Regions from separate parts of the Zea mays genome. Here region 1 is linked to region 2. A link is a contact called in public Hi-C data. All regions are on one chromosome and are shown on one strand. The core of a region is the stretch at or near the end of the contact, and the rest is flanking DNA. Distances in the headings are between cores, read along the strand shown. Region 1 holds the start of LOC606433 (NAC domain-containing protein 100). Region 2 holds the start of LOC103634720 (NAC transcription factor NAM-B2).

What was found. A called contact is a pair of places that touch in the nucleus more often than the background predicts.
Region 1: a contact with region 2 is called in a Hi-C map of leaf, with 2.7 times the contacts expected there. The contact joins the promoter of LOC606433 here to the promoter of LOC103634720 in region 2. A contact is called at or near these places in 8 of 25 Hi-C or Micro-C datasets (ear, endosperm, leaf and 3 more) and 1 of 3 datasets of contacts at active chromatin or transcription factors (leaf).

Annotation. Positions count from the first base shown.
Region 1 is chr8:7,708,349-7,712,900 of Zm-B73-REFERENCE-NAM-5.0, reverse strand. It overlaps LOC606433 (NAC domain-containing protein 100), which reads right to left and starts at 2,903. Exons shown (of 3, transcript NM_001308499.1): 1 at 2,643-2,903; 2 at 2,144-2,484; 3 at 1,140-2,004. The coding sequence starts at 2,850. The coding sequence ends at 1,474.
Region 2 is chr8:7,436,607-7,441,074 of Zm-B73-REFERENCE-NAM-5.0, reverse strand. It overlaps LOC103634720 (NAC transcription factor NAM-B2), which reads right to left and starts at 1,343. Exons shown (of 3, transcript XM_008657306.4): 1 at 982-1,343; 2 at 469-809. The coding sequence starts at 1,201.

The DNA of each region.
Region 1 (4,552 bases), core at 1,654-4,153, 270 kb before region 2:
AATACTTATCTTGTGAAGAGCAATTAAGTGAAGAAGTTTACTCCGTTCATACTCCTTATTCGAACTTGCCTTTAGCATTCACTAATCCAATATTAGTCCAAGTTTGTTTTGTTGAGCTGTTTTTACAGGATCACCTATTCACCCCCCTCTAGATGCTCTCAAAAGGGAGAGGGTGATGGATGGCACCTTTGGTGGCAATTCCAGTGGTCAAGATCATTATCGGTGCCTACGGATTCATGGGCACTAGCTATAGCATCCCTTTGAATGAAAACAAAAGAGAAACAGAAGAGAACAAACACATAAAATGATGTAGCACCAACAATTGACCTTTATAGAAAGATGTATACCTATAGTGCACAACCACACACCTTATAAACAAAAAAACAATCAGGGTTAGTTTGGCAACTCCATTTTCCCAAGGGAAAATGAACTAATTTCGCTTGAAAAAATAGAAAATCCTTAGAAAAATGGGGTTGCCAAACTAACCCTTAGTATAGAAGTAGTTTTAGAAATATTTTTGGCATTCCCTTTAATTGGTGGCTTCTATGAACCTGCACCATTGGCCCCTCACATTGCCCTCCAATCCATTAGCCAAGAAGGCCGCTTGCAGCTAGCCACCACATACGGCCCCACACAACGCTAGCAACAAACCATCGCTAGCCTCTTCGAACACCAATACAAACTATTTCAAATCTCACCCCCTTACGCCTTCTCCTAAATTACCGGGAAACGGTCCCTCTAAAGTTCGCTTTATATGCAGTCCCTAATCACGAGAACCGTAGTCCATGCATGCTTACACCTGGTGGATGAGGACAACCTACCTCATGAGGCGCCAATGGTATATATCTGGAGTACACAGATTTGCAGGTTTACTGGGGTGCGGGGAGGGGGGGAGGAGCGAGAAAACCGTGTTGCAAGCTATTATTGATATGAAGCGAATATAAGGTTAAACTATCGTCGTAGGATTTGTTTTTATATCCAATATATAGTCGCAGATGTGTGCAGGCGTGACAACTATATATCACATGCACATTTGGAAAGTAGCCTTAACAAATACTAACACCAAACAACATACTATAATTAACATATATATAATATAAACACGTATAGTTTAACGTTAATTTTGGCAATCAAGTTCATATAATTAAACAACATACTATAATTAACATATATATAATATATAGGTTCACGATAATATTGTACCAAACTCGAATCTGCTTCTTACAACCATCAGTCATCAGCACAACCAAGCAGATTACTAACACCAAACGAGACATATACCACACATGCAATGATACGGTGCATGTACTAGCTAGTACATCCATACACACACATAGCTTACCAACTACTGGTTATTACGGAATATACAAACCATGCATGCATCATATTTCACAAAATGCAATGCAGATATAGATATTACATGCATATTTAATTTATGCGAATTCATGTCTTTGCCCTCCACCCTCCACGTTTTCAGTACTTCCACACGCCATCCATCTCTATGGTGGTGGTGGTCGCAGGCCCTGGGCCGGCCACGGACATCATCGACGAGATCTCAGCGCCATTAGCCTGGTCGTCCTTCTGCGACACCATCGAGGACGGCCTACTCTCCGGCGCAGAAACATCGAAGCCGCCAGCGCAAGCTGTCCCCGCCGCGCCCATCTGGTGGTAGAAGCTCATGGGCTGCGGCGCGGCCATCGGATTGCCGAACAGGGCGGCGCCGTTGAGCTGGAACCCACCGGCGCCACCACCTATACCTGCTGCCATAGGAAGCATCGACATCCCCGCGCCAGCGGCGTTGGGGTAGTAGGGGGGCACCGGGTCCAAGGAGAAGTCTGGCAGCATGGGAAATTGCATCGGCATGGGGAAGGGGATGCCCGGGAAGTTGTTCTGATTCTGATCCATCTCAGCGCCGGCCATGGCCACCTGGTACGCCGGTGCAGCAGTGGTCTTCTTGATCCCAGTGGTCTTGTGGAACACACGACACACTACCCACTCATCCTGCTGCGCCGAATTTCGTTTTTGCAAACCAGGAGCGGAATCAGATTAGGGTAATTAGCAAAATAAAGCACATGTAGATCAATATGGATACATCCACATCATGCCGGTGCTGTTACACTACCGCTACTGCCACGCAACGCACCTTATAAGCAGAAGCTTTCAAGGCCGCCGCGGCGTTGGCGGCGGCTGAGCCGGTTGCGGACGCGAGGCCGGCGGGGAGCCTGCCGCTGCCTTCGAGCCTGTACTCGTGCATGACCCAGTTTGTCTTGTCACCCCTGGGAGCCCTGCCCCTGTAGAAGACGAGCGTCTTCTTCATGCCGACCAGTACCGCCACCCCTTCCGCGGCGTTGTAGACCTCCTTGTCCTTGCCCGTCGCCTTCCAGTAACCGGCCTCGGTGGCCCGGTTCGCCCTCAGCCCCGTCGGGTACTTGCGGTCCTTCTGGTAGAAGAAGTACCACTCTTTCTCGCCCATCTTCGCCTTGCCTGCATCATGCATGCGACCGACCGACTGAATTGAATCCACATCTCGATCGATCACTAGCCTAGGACAGGTATAGGCAGCATATATAGCAGCGTGCATATATCCACTGCACGCACGCACGGATATCAAGGCGATCGAGAATGATGCTTTGGTTACGTACTAGGGAGGTCCCATGGCTCAATCTTGTTTAGGTCGGCCTCCGTGATGGCGGTGCAGGTGAAGCGCGTGTTGAGCACCTTGTTGGTGAGGTAGAAGCTGACAATCTCGAAGTCGCTCGGGTGGAAGCGGAACCCTGGAGGCAGCCTGAGGCCGCCGCCGGCAGCGTCGTTCATCTCCTCCTGCAGCTGCGGCTGCTGGTCCGCCGCCATGGCTCTCTCTCTCTCTCTTGCCCCCGGCCCCCAACTGAGGTCAGTCAGTCAGTCAGAGATCCAGGAAGAGCAGCAGCAAAACCAACCGTAGTATCAAGCAAACAAAAGGATCTCAATATATAATCTGACAACGACAGTACTGAAAGAAAAACCCAACCGAAGCACACATACATGCACAAAAACTCTCTTCTTGAGCTGCAGGACCAAGTTGTTCGATCTCTGGTATTACAGTCAGTCAGTGAGCGAGAGGCACTGTGCCAGCCGCAGCGCGCGCGAGCGCGGCTTAAATAGGCGGGAAGCGTGTCCGCGCAAGCCACTTTCCGCCGAAGCCTCCTCTTTTTCTGGTGGCGTCTGTTTCTACTGGCCATTGGACGCTTGTTCTTTCCAACTGTGCCGCGCTTGTCCTCGCGCGCGCGGCCGCTGCTGGCGACAGACAGGTGCCCGGCTTCTGGAATGTCGTCTCTCGATCTGCCTGCGCGCGGCGTGAGACTGAGACCCTCCCTCCGGTTTGCCTGCGATTCCTGTGGACGTACGCGTCCGCACGCCGCTCTCGTATCCACCCACGCAGGCCGGCCGGCCGTCGCCGCCTCATCTGCATGAGGCGGCAACAGGAGGGCTGCTGTGCTGCGGCTGGCGCGCGTCGTCCCTCTCGTCGACATGCGCGCGCGTCAGCGGCCGGCTATATGCGCCCGCCTGCAAGCCCTTCGTGACCCAAGTCTGCGGACGACAGGCCGGATGGCGCGGGGTCCACGCTGTCTCGCACGCGGTGCAGGCGCTGCGCTGTAGACGCGCGTACGTACGTAGGCATCCATCTGGGACAAGCAGGCCGGTGACTGGGGTCGTCGTGATCTGGTACTGCTGATCATTGCGGGCGCCAGAGCGTCACTGCTCGACCCAGTACGTTTCCGGTGCATGGAGAACGCGCGCGGTGTGCTGGCTGACTCTGCTGGCTGTGTGTATGTATGTAGACACACCCTCATGTATCTATCTGCTCTGGACACGATACGATGATGTGTGTGTAGCCTGCGCTCACACTGTCACGCACAGAACCCGTGCGTATAGCTCTCGGTGCCCGAGACTGACAAGTGTGCGTCCACCAGGCGCGCCAGCCCCTGGAAACCATGGTCAGTTTTTAGCCCGCGTTACTGAGCCAGCTGCTTGATTTTATGCATGCATATGCAATTGCAGAGGATATTTTTTGCTTTTCTATTGCTTACTTTCGAAGGAATTGATTTAGCCAAGCAAGCTGCGTGATGATCCTCTTATCGAATTATCACGCATTGTGCGTGCTCTACATACAGATAGCTAGAGTAGTACGTCCATGCATGTGCCATGTATGCCTACGTGGTGCCGTAGTCCGCGCCGGGTGCATGAAGTGGCATGGCATGGCATGCCATGGCATGCTAGCGCTTTCCCTAGAAAAGTGGCGGCAACGTGCGCTTGTCCATGGGGACCATGGGTACATACGGTGCCATGCATGCATATATCTCATCACCTGTGATGCAACAAAGAAGACATGCCATGCATGCACGCATGAGTCTTGATCGTGACGTACTAGCTAGTCCACTCCCGCCAATCTGTTGGCGCCGCCGTCGTCCTAGGATTCCGCCGGTGCTTTAAGATTGTCCCACAATTTAATGCATGAAAAAACAATCGGATATAGCGTATCTCTCTTAATACATCCAAAAGATGCATGGTGTCA
Region 2 (4,468 bases), core at 94-2,593:
CAAGCAACAGGAGGAAGAAAACTTTCAAAAGTAACAGGGAAAAAAAGAAAAAAAAAGATTCCTAGTTATATGCGGGTGCAGGCTAGCTCTCCTATCGTCATCAACCATATAATAAAGACAGAATCAATTTTGCACGGCTGTCCTCCTCTCAAAACTCAAAACTAATCGAGTAATTACGTACGCCAGATCTAAAACCAAAAGCAAGAAGACAGACACGCGCATATGCACGAAGTGTTTTTCTGTTCTGTTCTTGTTTTTTTCTTCTTCCTTCTCGCAATTTATAGTTAGCTTTGGATACAGTTTGTAGCTAGCTAGCTAGTCGTTAGTTTTTGGATAAACTGGTTTTGTGCATGGAGATTTGAAGGATCGTCGATCGGATTCGGATCTCTCGGAGTCCACGCTACGAGTACGATCGAGCTAGCTAGGCAGTGACGACGACTGTGGAGGTGCAGTGGCGTGCGCGCGTACCCTCATGGACGACGAGGCGTTGTTCTTGAACCGCGTGGGTCTGTAGGCGTTGACGACGGCGTGGAGCGCCTCGGCGAGGCGGTACTCGTGCATGATCCAGCTCGTCTTGACGCCCTTGGGCGGCCGCCCCCTGTAGAAGACGAGCGCCTTCTTCACGCCGATCATGCCGGCGGCGGCGGCGGCGGAGGAGGAGGAGGAGGAGGAGAGCGTGATGGGCTTGTCGGTGCCGGTGGCCTTCCAGTAGCCTGACCCGGCGGCGCGGTTGGGGCGCACGCCGTTGGGGTACTTGCGGTCCCTCGGGCTGAAGAAGTACCACTCCGCCTCCCCGAAAACCGCCTTGGCTGCATGCATGCGTGGCAGAAACGGGATGAATGGTCGTCGTCGTCGAGCAAGCAATAAAGCATGATGCGTGCGTGCGTGCGTGCGCGCGCGGCGAACTTATTATGATGGCGGCGACATGCATGCATGCATGAAGCTCGATCGACGACGACGACCGATGGATGCCTAGCTAACCTGGCAGGTCCCATGGGTCGAACTTGTAGATGTCGACCTCGGCGATGACGGGGGCCGGGCACGGCGCCGCGGCCGCGCGCTTGCGGAGGTAGTGGACGATGAGCTCCTCGTCCGTGGGGTGGAACCGGAACCCCGGCGGCAGCGCCGTGCAACTGCTCGGCACGCCGCCGGAAGACGACGGCGGCGGCGCCGCCTGCAGGCCAAGGTCGACTGTCATCATGCGCGCGCGATCTATTTTAAGAAGAAGGGAGATTCAAGCGAAGGGATCAGTTTTAAGGTGGAAATGGCGCGGCGAGAGGCCTGAAATTTTGCGAGGGACGGGATCGGGGGATGTTATATACTACTAGCAAGAAGGGGAGGAGGAGGAGAGGCGGTTGCTCAAGGAAAACACCAAGGTACGTACCTACCAAGCTACCTAGCAAGCGCAGCAGAGCATAATGCCACATCAGATGCGGGGGTTTTTTTTCTCTCGCTGGTGCGCCGGACATTCGTGTCCCCGCCGTTGGATGCGGCGGGGGACGGCGGATGTCGGAGGGAAATGCCGGCGGCCGGTGGCGCCGTGCACGTGCGCGTGACGGCAGCGATGACTCATATGCGTGCATGGGCATGGGGCGTGCACGTGTCCATTGATTCGATCGATCCAGCGTACGTACGTCTATACCGACGCCAGGGCAATGAATGAGGTGCAAACTAACGGTGTGTTTGCTTTATGAAGTCGACACCATATTTATGAGATGATACATCATAAGTTCATCTCATAAATTTTGGTACAATTAACTAACTTTCCATGTATATACTAATTATTACCTTATAAGTAATGAGATAATGATAGATCAACTTATTATATTTCACAAACCAAATAAAAAAGTAAGGAATAAGAAAAAGATGAACCACTTCATTCCTCAAACTAAAAACACACCCTAAGTTTCTGTGTAAATCAACTAACAAAATTTACAAAAAAAATTAGATATACTTAATTGCCTACTCTCTACCACTGTATAAAATTTCAAGTTTAAATTTATCATATGTCAAGATATATATATATATATATAAATTCTGAGATATATATCAGAGTTTTCTTTTTTTATATATCCCTTAACCTGCATATGATGAACTTAAATTTCAAAATTTTATATCGTGGTAGAGTAAGCAATGAAGTACATCTATATTTTTTTCATTTTTTTTATTTTTGTTAGTTGGTTTATAAAAAGATTACACGGAAATTTGGTTTGCACCTGTCGAGATGTAATGCAATAAAATGCAACGTACGCGTCCATCTCTTGCACGTTCACTCCTGCTCGTGCTTTGGTCGTCATATTATTGTTACAGCTACAAGCTAGTTCACTCGCGCTCTTTTTCTCCGCCCGTGTACACAGCTGCATCCTCAAATACCACTATTTATTCTGATGCAATAAACAACCAAAAAACTATCTATCTATTCTGAATGCGCCAATGTAAACATCGAAACAAAAGCATATGCATGCACGGATCGGACCTAGCTACCCTCTACTCATCACATATGAGACTATCACCGTGTAGCAACCACAATCACATGGAGACGACGGAGATCTCTCCCTTGTTGGCTCTAGAAAACGAAAACGAAAATGGAATGGATCGATAGAAAAAAAAAACTTCTACAAATTATTTTCTTGACGGTTTAAAACCGTCAAGAATAGCTCGATCGGTCATTACCACTGGAAAGAGCATCATCACTTGGTCTCAAAACGGACTTGATATAATCACACGTTCTAGCTAGAATGTGGGATGACTTAACAAATCTTCATAACATAATTCGTTGAAGATCGTCTGCACAAGAGGTTTTCTTCCACTCATACTCCACAACAATATGCGTGCGTGCGTACATTACCTAACCCAGCATCCACCCATCGGTCAAGAAATAAACTAAGTAAAGCGCTGCCATTTCCATCCAATGCAATTAATGGCCCGCCCTCTAGCTACTACTCATCGGCGACGAGCCGACGACGAGATATATGTACTAGCTTACCTGAGTAACGCGTTTCCAAGAAAGAAAGAAAAAAACAAATGCGTGCATGCATATATGCTAGCTGTAGCTATAGTAAAAAATTGTATCGTATAATTGCCTGCGTTGACAATTATATGATCACATATCACAATAGATCAGTGACGTCTTTAACACATGCACACACCAGTTAGGATGTCTCTAACCAAGCCTCAAATGTGCCCAAATAAACATATACATTTTGCGCGCTAGCAAGCCATTGTAGACCCTTCCAGTAGAGTAGAGCGTGGATGAAGATGTGAAATTCGCTGAAGCGGTAACCCGTGCCTATAAATAGAGGAACAGTGTCATGGATTTGGGAACTTTTGAGGAACGGAACATGATTCATTCTTCTTTGTACAAAGTTGTATTCATTCTTTCCCTCTTGCTTGATTGTAATTTTAGGAAGCCCAATGTACTTGTGTGTATTTTTGTCTGATATAAAAAAGAAGAAACATGAACAAATAACCTTTCTTACATATAAATCCTATGTCTCTTTATTCAACTCTCATCATGCATTATACCCTATCACATTTTGAGGTTTTTTCTTGTTTATTTAAGCTTTTTATCTTCATTACTTCAATCTGTCTGCTCCTTAAAGGAATGGTAGATAGAAGGGATGAATACGAAGCTCGATTTGACTGTGTTGCCTTATCTTCAATGCATTTAAGGGGTTGAAATCAAGTGACCAACAATAGCCATGAACAATCGGTTGGGAAGAGCTAATGATGACAGTAGAATTGAGATATCAAGCTTTTCTCCTCCAATTAGATATAGAGGAAGGTGGGGACAGACAGTGAGACGTTAGCAAAGAGGGACAGTAGACATCAAACGCATAGAAGAGTGGCCCATTTTATACGAGAGGAGGTTGGTGCAGATGATACACATATTAAATCATCACAGTTCATGGATGATACTCTTTTCACATGAGGATAGTAACGAAAGGTATGTGTTATTTACAAAATATACAACGTTTGATCTAAGATGGACGATGATGATTAATATATACATCAATCTCTCATGTGCACCAGATACCTTCTCTCAAGGCCAGTTCTGGGGTGGGTAGGGTGGGCGGCCGCCTAGCCCCCCCCCCCCCCCCCCCCCCCCCGAAGGTATGGGGCCTCTAAATATGTACTAAGTATAAGTATATGATATGTGCTATGGATATTTAATAATTGGTCTCGGTTGAGACACTATTCGGTAGTCCTTTCGTTAGCTGTAGCTTGTTGAGAATTTGAGAAACGAATCAATGAGCCTACTGCAATCACAGAGAAAACAAATCGTCGCAGACTCCTAACGCGACGTGGCGACGTGCTGAGTACGTGTTTGTTAGATGATTGTAGATGTAGTGTATAGTGTACTAGTTCCTATATTATATGTTATATGTTTGTATTTTTCAATATCACGAACTAATAATTGATCATTAATATATTCTATATAGGATTTTAAAGATATAATTTTATTCCA